2 separate regions of the Mus musculus genome follow, and region 1 is linked to region 2. Evidence: chromatin contacts called from public HiChIP or PLAC-seq data. All regions are on one chromosome and are shown on one strand. The core of a region is the stretch at or near the end of the contact, and the rest is flanking DNA. Distances in the headings are between cores, read along the strand shown. Region 1 holds the start of Mcpt2 (mast cell protease 2). Region 2 holds the start of Ripk3 (receptor-interacting serine-threonine kinase 3).

Region 1 (4,413 bases), core at 679-3,178, 250 kb before region 2:
ACAGGGAGATGAAAGAACACAGTCATTAGTCACTGCCTTGGAGAGCTGTTTGACACACTTCCTCTTCTGATGCTGTTGCCTGAAGTGGGGAGGAAAAGCAGGTGTGTACTCACTTGTCCTATTGATTTTGATGTTGTGGGACTGCCTGCGCAAACCTGGAGTTGATAATCGTAATCACTGTGGTCTTTACAGGCCTCTTGATCCATGATTCTCAGTTCAACCTCTCTCAGGGTAACTGATAGAGGGTTATTCTTTCCTGTTTTCCCCCATCCAGCTGTCCAGCACATCTTCCCAGGCTTGATGAAGTCAGAGGAACTAGGCAATGAAATTACATCCACATCAGAATTCAACTCTGCTTTCTTTTGTAGCTGTTGGGGGAAGGAGAGAAGAGATGTCAAAGTAGTGAAGGATGCTTGGACGAGGGGCCATTCCCCTTGGAAATTCAGTAGTAGGTTCAGAGGAAATGATTTGGAGAAGAAAGAATTTGAAGGCCTGAGCCTGGAGGAGAGTTAGAATTGGGAGACTTAAACAGTGCAATAAAAATAACGGTACCTTCAGTAACATGATGTCATAGAAACCCGAAAGGTACTGAAACTTTGGGTGAACAAATGTTTTTTCAGTTTTTATTATCTGCTGTGTGGGTTCGTTCTTGTTTATATTATGAGCTCCAAGGATGACACTGATTTCACTGTTGACAGAGAAAGAAGCAGTGAAGCATGCTGCTCTTGGGAGGAGGACTCCTTCCAGGGAGAAGGGCACCAGGCTCTAGGTTCTGTCCCAGTGCAGCATGAGAGAGACTAGAGATGGAGCTCCCAGGACCACAGCCTTGCGAGAAGGAGGCAGGTTGGACAAACACAGGACTGAGAACTCTCTCCCCACACTTCACACCCACTACTTGGATTGAACCCATGCCTTTGCACATGGCAAGTTGGCACTCTACATTGACTTACACCCCACACCATGTCTGAGCTCTGGTGACACCAGGACAAGCCAAAGCTGTAGTTTTCCTCCTGACTAGAGCCCTGGTAAAGCTCTGACCTCTGAAAATGGAGACCACACATGAGATGACCCAGTATGTGGCCCTGTGCTCCTTTTTCCTCTCTGTGTAAGGAGAGCCCATCTTGAAACTTCCTCAGGCCTCTGCTGCTCTGGGATTCTGGCTCCTGCATTTCCTCACAGGAAGAGAAGAAGCCTCTTACCTTCCATTACAGTGTGCAGCAGTCATCACAAATTGTGGGGCTATGAGAAACCCACCACACCTCTCCTTCGAACCGTTCTTAGTGGTGAACTTCAGATAGGCCATGTAAGGACGGGAGTGTGGTTTAGCCTCAACACCACCAATAATCTCCTCTGGAACAAAGAAACCCCAGTCCCTGGTCACAAACTTGTGGAACACCCCAACACAGCACCAGCAAGGGAAGATGAGGTAAAGCTGTATAACTACTCTAAGCCCACCCCACCGCTCATGGTAATCAGGCCCCTCCACATGCCCTTTGGTCTAAATTTCTCACTAGTGTTCATGTCCACCATCAGCCTTCATTCAGAACACAATGCCCATTCATGTTTTTGACATTCTACTTCATCAGACATTTCTCCACACCCTCATTTGATCTTCCTCAACACTAAGGGAAGGCCAGAGAAGAGCTGCCTATCAGAACAGGAAGCAACTTGAGGAAATGTTCTAAAGAGGAATTAGTTTTTCATTCTTCTTTGACCTACAGATTTCCCCTTGACTATGTTAGTTTAGTACACTTCCTCATGTTAGGGTCTCTATTGCCAAAGCTAAGAGATGAAGGCTGGTTTCTGAAAACTCAGAGGTTAGGGAGATGAAGACAAACTCACCAGCTCCAGCTCCAGAAGGCAAAAGAAGTGCCATCAGGAATAGTAGGGCCTGCATTTTGCCAGTGTTGAGGCCTTGGTGAGCTTCTAGGGTGTTGCTGTCCTGGTTCCTGCTTTTATAGATCCAATGTGGGAGAAAGGCAGGGCTGGGAACCACAGATCTGGTTTGGACAAGCTCTACTTTCCTTATCAGAAATTCTCATGACTGCTCTCTGGTGGTGTTGAGTCTGTGGCCAGATTCTGAGACTCCTGCATCCCATGATAAGGTGTCGACTGCACCCTTCAAAGTGGCTCCCAGGAAGCAGGACAGCACACAAAGGGAGGGGGACCTTGATCAGGGATCATGGAATGGTTCTTCTAAGCATCCAGGTATTATTGTCAGCTTTGAGACCCATGCTGCATATGTGGGAAGTCTCACCTCTGCTGTTAAACACAAACACAGACTTCTGTAGTGTATGAGCATGTGGGGGAGAGCAAGTACATTTTATTTACAAAAACTGATGGTGGGCTGATTCAGCCTGAAGGCTATTGTTTGTGTTGACCAGTGTGAGGGCATCTCATCTTTATTCAAATAAGTAGGACATGATAGAATGTGGCTGTGAGGGATAAAGATGTGGGGAGAGTATATTGAATACACAGCATATAGGGCATGAACAAGACCTTAATTAAGTCAGTGGTTCCCCACTTTCCTGATGGTGTGACCCTTTAATACAGTTTCTCATATTGTGGTGACCCCAGCCACAAAATTATTTCATTGACACTTTATAAGTAAAATTTTGCTACAGTTTTATGAATTTAATGTAAAATATGTAATGTGAAGGATATCTGATAATTGACCCCTCTGACGCAAGGTTGAGAGCAGCTTCTGTAAGTTTAATCATACTAAGTCTCTCTTTTTTTAATTTTTAATATTTTTATTACATATTTTCCTTAGTTACATTTCCAATGCTATCCCAAAAGTCCTCCATAGCCTCCCCCCACTTCCCTATCCACCCATTCCCGTTTTTTTGGCCCTGGCGTTCCCCTGTACTGGGGCATATAAAGTTTGTGTGTCCAATGGGCCTCTACTAAGTCTCTTCTATAAACATTATAATATACATTTATGGAGAACTCAATGGACTTTCAGGGTATCACAGAATAAAATGTCTTTTGTATCTGCAATGTAAGGCACAGCTTTGGGTGACGGAGCAGGCAGTGTAGAGAGAGAGGTTGGCTCATTGTGTCTAAGTACTCACGAATCTGGTCAATTAAGATGATGGGTTTGGACATGATTTTTGGTTCAAAATAAGAAAGACAACTTGTTTTAACAGATAAAAACTATTTTATTGTGATGCATTTCACAGAAAAAGATATTGTACAGCTAGATTAATGTAGTAACTCGAGCAAGCACTTGTTCAAACTGAAAGACTGTGCATCTCAATGAACCATATAATTGGACTTGATGTTCTAGAATCATGGAGCTTTGCAGAAAAATTCTAGGTCTGGTAAAAAGAGGTATTGACCATCTTATGAAGCCTCAGCTGGTTCCCAGGCTTGGAGCAGACAGCTCAGACCTCTTCACATGACAGAAACCGGGTGCCCTTGAGGAGAGTTCTGGCCCCAACTCTATCCTTCTGTATTTCCTTCCTTTGCTTCCTCAGAGCTACAAGGAGCTATCTAAGCAGAGTGATATGAATTAGAGAAAAATATATACTAATGTTTTCTATTACTGTGCATTGGATCTTACCAGATAATACTTTGTAAAGACACCAAATTATTCTATGCGGCCCCATTTAGGTGATTCTGGCCTTGAGATGGTCTACACACAGTGTCCCAAATGAACATTCTCACTTTGAAGCTCATGAATGAAGAGGTGGGACAGATATAGTTATCAATTGGCCTCATCCCCTCAGTGGTTGTCGGATTCCCGAAGTGACATTATGAAAGAAACTAGTGGAAAATTTCACAACTGTCTCTTTTTACCAAAAAAGTAAACCAGAGCCTTAGTATATGTGGAGATCTCCAGAGTTGGTGCAAATAATGCACTATTGAATGATGCAGGCGAGGTGATCTCTGCTTTATCTCCCTTCTGCATATCTATTTGCATCTTGGAGAACTACAGTGGAATATTGAAAACTTAACTGGGTGGTGACATTAGGGAAAGTTGCTCTTGGTTTAGTTTTATTGTTTTATTGTTGGCACATATGACACATCTGTTGCAGCTATCAATCTGGAGTATGCATCAGCATGCATCATCAGGGGCAGTAACATCGAATGCAGGGACCTCAATCATGTCACACTGATGGTATCATGCTTATTGGACTTGGAGTGCGGGAGGTAGCACCTACTGTAGACACCTTGGGAAGACAACACTTTTCTCTCAAAGTAGAGAAAAAAATCTAAGAGTATTGACTTTCGAGAAGTATCCATGGTCAGTGTTCTTTCATATACACAGTTTTCTCTTCCTAAAGTCAGGTTGTTTCATCTTGCTTATGCATCTATAAGGAAGAGTGAAAATCTTCCCTGGGTATTTGAAAGGAAAGTAGGCTGAGAAAAAAAATGATCACACAGGACTGCTCACTAAGTAGCATCCAA
Region 2 (4,469 bases), core at 274-2,773:
TTTTACTTATTTATTTAGAGACAAGGTTTTGCTATGTAGCTAACCTGGCCTCAAACTCCTTATGTAGACCAGGCTGGTCCTAGAGGTCTGCCTGCCTCTGCTTCCTGAGGGCTGGGATTAAAGGTGTGCACCACCAGTCCTGTTACCCAACAGTCTGACACTCTAGGATCTTGAAAAGCTTTCATGGAGAATATATGCCATGCTTGCCTGAAGCATGAATCAGAGTATTTACTTGCCAAAGGTATCACACAAGGGGAAGGGTGGGAAGCCCTTAGAGCTGCTACAGAGGCCATCACAGCAGCAGTGGCTCGATTGCAGGGCCAGCACACCTATCCTCATTACAACACCCTGGCATAGACCCTGGGCCTTCCAGCTCCACAACCCCTACTTAGTAGCTGCTCTTGCTGAGCAGGGATTCCAAGAGGTCCTTTAGTGCATACTGCGTGCCTCATACCTTACCTGCACCACAGGTAGATTTATATAGCCCAGAGGCATTGTCAAGAAGAATAAGCTAACTTGAGCTGGAGTGTGTGTGTGTGTGTGTGTGTGTGTGTGTGTGTGCCGCTTAGTAGGCAAAATTCTTGTCATGCAAGCATGAGGACCTGAACTCATATTCCCACAACTAAAGTGACATTGGGGACAGTAGCCCATGTATACCATGCCAGTGTTCCTACAGCAAGATGAGAGACAGGAGAATACTGGGACATTAACAGGCTAACACATAGCATTATGCACACAGCAGAGAACAAACTGACCCTATCTCAAACAAGGTCGAACACCTACACACACACACACACACACACACACACACACACACCATGACATGCACCCCTTCACCACATGCATGGTCATGCACACACATAAATAAATTTTAAGATAAATAAGAAAGCCAAGCATGGTGGCGTACACCTTTAATCCCAGCATTTAGTCAGGAGGCAGATGCAGATGGCTCTCTGTGAGTTTGAGTCAACCTGGTCTGTATACTCGAGTCCCAGATCAACCAGGGCTCCAAAAAGAGACCCTGTCTCAAAAGTAAGTAAGTAAGTAAGTAAGTAAGTAAGTAAGTAAATAAATAAATAAATAAATAAATAAAATAAGGGCTACCTTGGTGGAGCAGAACTCGGTTCTAAACTAGTCCCATACTTACTTGGCCAAGCGATTTAAACTTTAAGTACTTGGGTTTCCTCCTCTATAGAAAAGAAAACACGGTTGATCTAAGAAGCCAGTATGTGTACCTGGCCCAAGACAACCCTTACTAGAAGCGTTACTCCGTGATCTTAGGACCATAAAATCCTCCTGATCTCCATCCTCCCTTCATCAAAATGTGGTTGGCAAGCGGTGGAGCTAAGGGGTCCAAGAGAGACTGGCTATCGTGGGGAGTCAATCGTTCCTGGATGGTGAGGACACCTTTTGTGGCACGCCCAGTGCCTGGGCGCTTCTCGGGTGGAAGCAGTTTCAAGGCACGTGCACAGGAAATAGCCCCAAAGTTTTCAATGCTCCACCCCAGGGGGCGGAGATAGAAGGAGCCTCTTATTTGAAAGGGAAGTTGTGAAGTCGCTCATTCAAAGTCCGGGGGAGCGACCTGGGAAGCGGAATTCGGGGCCTGAACCTCCGTGCCTTGACCTACTGATTGTTCCCTTTGCAGACCCTGCCTTCCTCTCAGTCCACACTCCGAGCCGTAGACGTCGGGTTTCCAGCTCCGTCTGTGCACACATAACTCCAGGAAGCCGCTAGCTCCCGACGATGTCTTCTGTCAAGTTATGGTGAGTGGGGAGTGAGCTGTGTCTCCGGCACACCCACACAGGTGGCCCGGGGACACACTCAAAGGACGCCTTTTCTGAGGCAGGGGACAAAGCTGGGGGTGAGGCGGGCAGCAGTGGGGAGGCTAGACTCGCTGCCTACGCTGCCCACGCGCAGTCACGGAATCCCGGAGCTTGGGAGACAGAGGATGCGCTAGGCTGGGGGATGGGCCCCCTACCGGACAAGAACCTTTCTCAGGCCTACTGGTGCGTCAGCGGTTCCTCTGGTGAGCCGTGAAGAACTGAAGAAGCTGGAGTTTGTGGGTAAAGGAGGGTTCGGAGTCGTGTTCCGGGCACACCACAGAACATGGAACCATGATGTAGCAGTCAAGATCGTGAACTCGTGAGTGACCCCAGCTGTAGTCAGAGTGTGGTCACGAGCCTGAGTGGGGCAAGGGTGGGGTCTTCCAGAGCGCAATCCAATTTTGGCCCCCTTTCGGCGTGTAGGAAGAAGATATCCTGGGAGGTGAAGGCTATGGTTAATCTTCGTAATGAGAACGTTCTGCTCCTGCTGGGGGTCACTGAGGACCTCCAGTGGGACTTCGTGTCCGGGCAGGCTCTGGTGACAAGATTCATGGAGAATGGCTCCCTCGCAGGGCTGCTGCAACCCGAGTGCCCTCGGCCCTGGCCACTCCTCTGTCGCCTGCTGCAGGAAGTGGTGCTGGGGATGTGCTACCTACACAGCTTGAACCCTCCGCTCCTGCACCGGGACCTCAAGCCCTCTAACATTCTGCTGGATCCAGAGCTCCACGCCAAGGTTAGTCCATCTACAACCTAGTGTAGACTTGGGACCATGTTGAGTACCTGTCCCTCTGAATACAAGACTACACACATGACAAGACCCAACTAGGAGTTTTATTTCTAGTCATACCAGGTGACCCTCCTTACCAGACGCCCTTCTTAACCCCCTGGCTCAGTTCCACAGGCCTAATGCACCCTCACGGACCCAGGCTGACTTATCTCAGGCCTGCCCATCAGCAACTCAGATCTCCTGCTAAGTTCTCAATGACTTTACCTTCCCTCTGGTCCTCCATAACACCTTCCAAAAAGCTGAGGCTGCTGCATCTTCTGGGGAGCAAGAGAGGGAAAAATCTCTGACCCCCCCCTTCATCTAATACCTTCCCTTTCCTTTCCTTTACAGCTAGCAGATTTTGGCCTGTCCACGTTTCAGGGAGGGTCCCAGTCAGGGTCAGGATCAGGATCAGGATCCAGGGACTCTGGGGGCACCCTAGCGTACTTGGACCCAGAGCTGTTATTTGATGTCAACCTGAAGGCTTCTAAAGCGAGTGATGTCTACAGGTAAACCATCCACCCCAAACACACTCCAAATCTCTATACCAATTTGGGCCCTTCTAAAGGGAATGATACAGGAAAGAAGTCTCGCCAGAGGCCATCTAAGCCTCCATTTGTGTCTGTACAGCTTTGGGATCCTCGTGTGGGCAGTGCTGGCTGGCAGAGAAGCTGAGTGTAAGACTCCAAATGGAGTACCCGAAAGCACCTAAACCCCCCTGGAGCCCTCCCTTTTACCCTGACCCACTAACACACTGCCCTCTTCCCACCTCACCTCTCACTTGGATGACTCTCCCTGCTCCTGTCCGCGATAGAATGGGCTGTCCCCTCATTTCATGAATTCCTTATGTTATCCCCCAACTCCAGTGGTAGACAAGACTTCACTAATCCGGGAAACAGTGTGTGACAGGCAGAGTCGTCCTCCACTGACAGAGCTGCCTCCAGGTAGCCCTGAGACTCCCGGCTTGGAAAAACTGAAGGAGTTAATGATTCATTGCTGGGGTTCCCAGTCCGAAAACAGGCCATCCTTCCAGGGTGAGTTGGCCGTATCTCTGGCAACTAGGGTAGGCTTGGGTCTTCAGCAGGGAGCTCCTCCAAGGAAAGAAATCCGACTCATATACAACTCGCTGTTGTCTTTCAGACTGCGAACCAAAAACCAATGAAGTTTACAATCTGGTAAAGGACAAGGTAGATGCTGCTGTCTCCGAGGTGAGTTTCTAGCACTGCCTTCCCATCCAGGAACTGTTGGGAGATGGCACAAGTGGCTCCCTTAACCATTCAGTTTATCTTCACTGGCCACCATTATTTAATCCTTGGTTGTCATTCCCATTCACCAGAACCTACTCCTTAGTCTCCAGAGACCAAGAAAATTTTCACTGGGGTTTACTTTGGCTGCCCCAGCTCCTGACAACAAGGTCCCCCTGTCTGCACAGGTAAAGCATTATCTGTCTCAGCACAGAAGCAGCGGCAGAAACTTGTCTGCCAGAGAGCCAAGCCAAAGAGGCACAGAAATGGATTGCCCGAGGGAAACCATGGTTTCTAAAATGCTGGACCGCCTGCATTTGGAGGAACCCTCCGGACCAGTTCCTGGAAAATGTCCTGAGAGGCAAGCACAGGACACATCAGTTGGGCCTGCCACACCAGCAAGGACATCTTCTGACCCCGTGGCTGGCACTCCTCAGATTCCACATACTTTACCCTTCAGAGGCACAACACCTGGGCCAGTCTTTACTGAGACTCCCGGTCCTCACCCCCAAAGGAATCAGGTGAGACACTGGCAAGACTAGAGCACACCCTCTTACCCAGGAGAACTGCACGGTGATGAGATTAGGCTCTTGAATAGAAAGCCTGAGAGCTCTGTGTTGTTTGCAGGGAGATGGA

The links. HiChIP or PLAC-seq counts read pairs in DNA pulled down with a chosen protein or histone mark.
Region 1: a contact with region 2 is called in a FOXA1 HiChIP or PLAC-seq map of pancreatic cancer cells. The contact joins the promoter of Mcpt2 here to the promoter of Ripk3 in region 2. A contact is called at or near these places in 2 of 39 promoter capture datasets (hippocampal neurons and stem cell-derived epiblast-like cells) and 1 of 115 datasets of contacts at active chromatin or transcription factors (pancreatic cancer cells).

The regions. Positions count from the first base shown.
Region 1 is chr14:56,039,638-56,044,050 of GRCm38.p6, reverse strand. Mcpt2 (mast cell protease 2) reads right to left here and starts at 1,928. Exons shown (of 5, transcript NM_008571.1): 1 at 1,843-1,928; 2 at 1,200-1,350; 3 at 553-688; 4 at 114-368. The coding sequence starts at 1,897.
Region 2 is chr14:55,785,911-55,790,379 of GRCm38.p6, reverse strand. It overlaps Ripk3 (receptor-interacting serine-threonine kinase 3), which reads left to right and starts at 1,523. Exons shown (of 10, transcript NM_019955.2): 1 at 1,523-1,763; 2 at 1,999-2,142; 3 at 2,247-2,556; 4 at 2,941-3,098; 5 at 3,220-3,266; 6 at 3,456-3,623; 7 at 3,730-3,797; 8 at 4,022-4,354; 9 at 4,461-4,469. The coding sequence starts at 1,744. It overlaps Gm32092 (a long non-coding RNA gene), which reads right to left. Exons shown (of 5, transcript XR_874644.2): 2 at 3,364-3,730.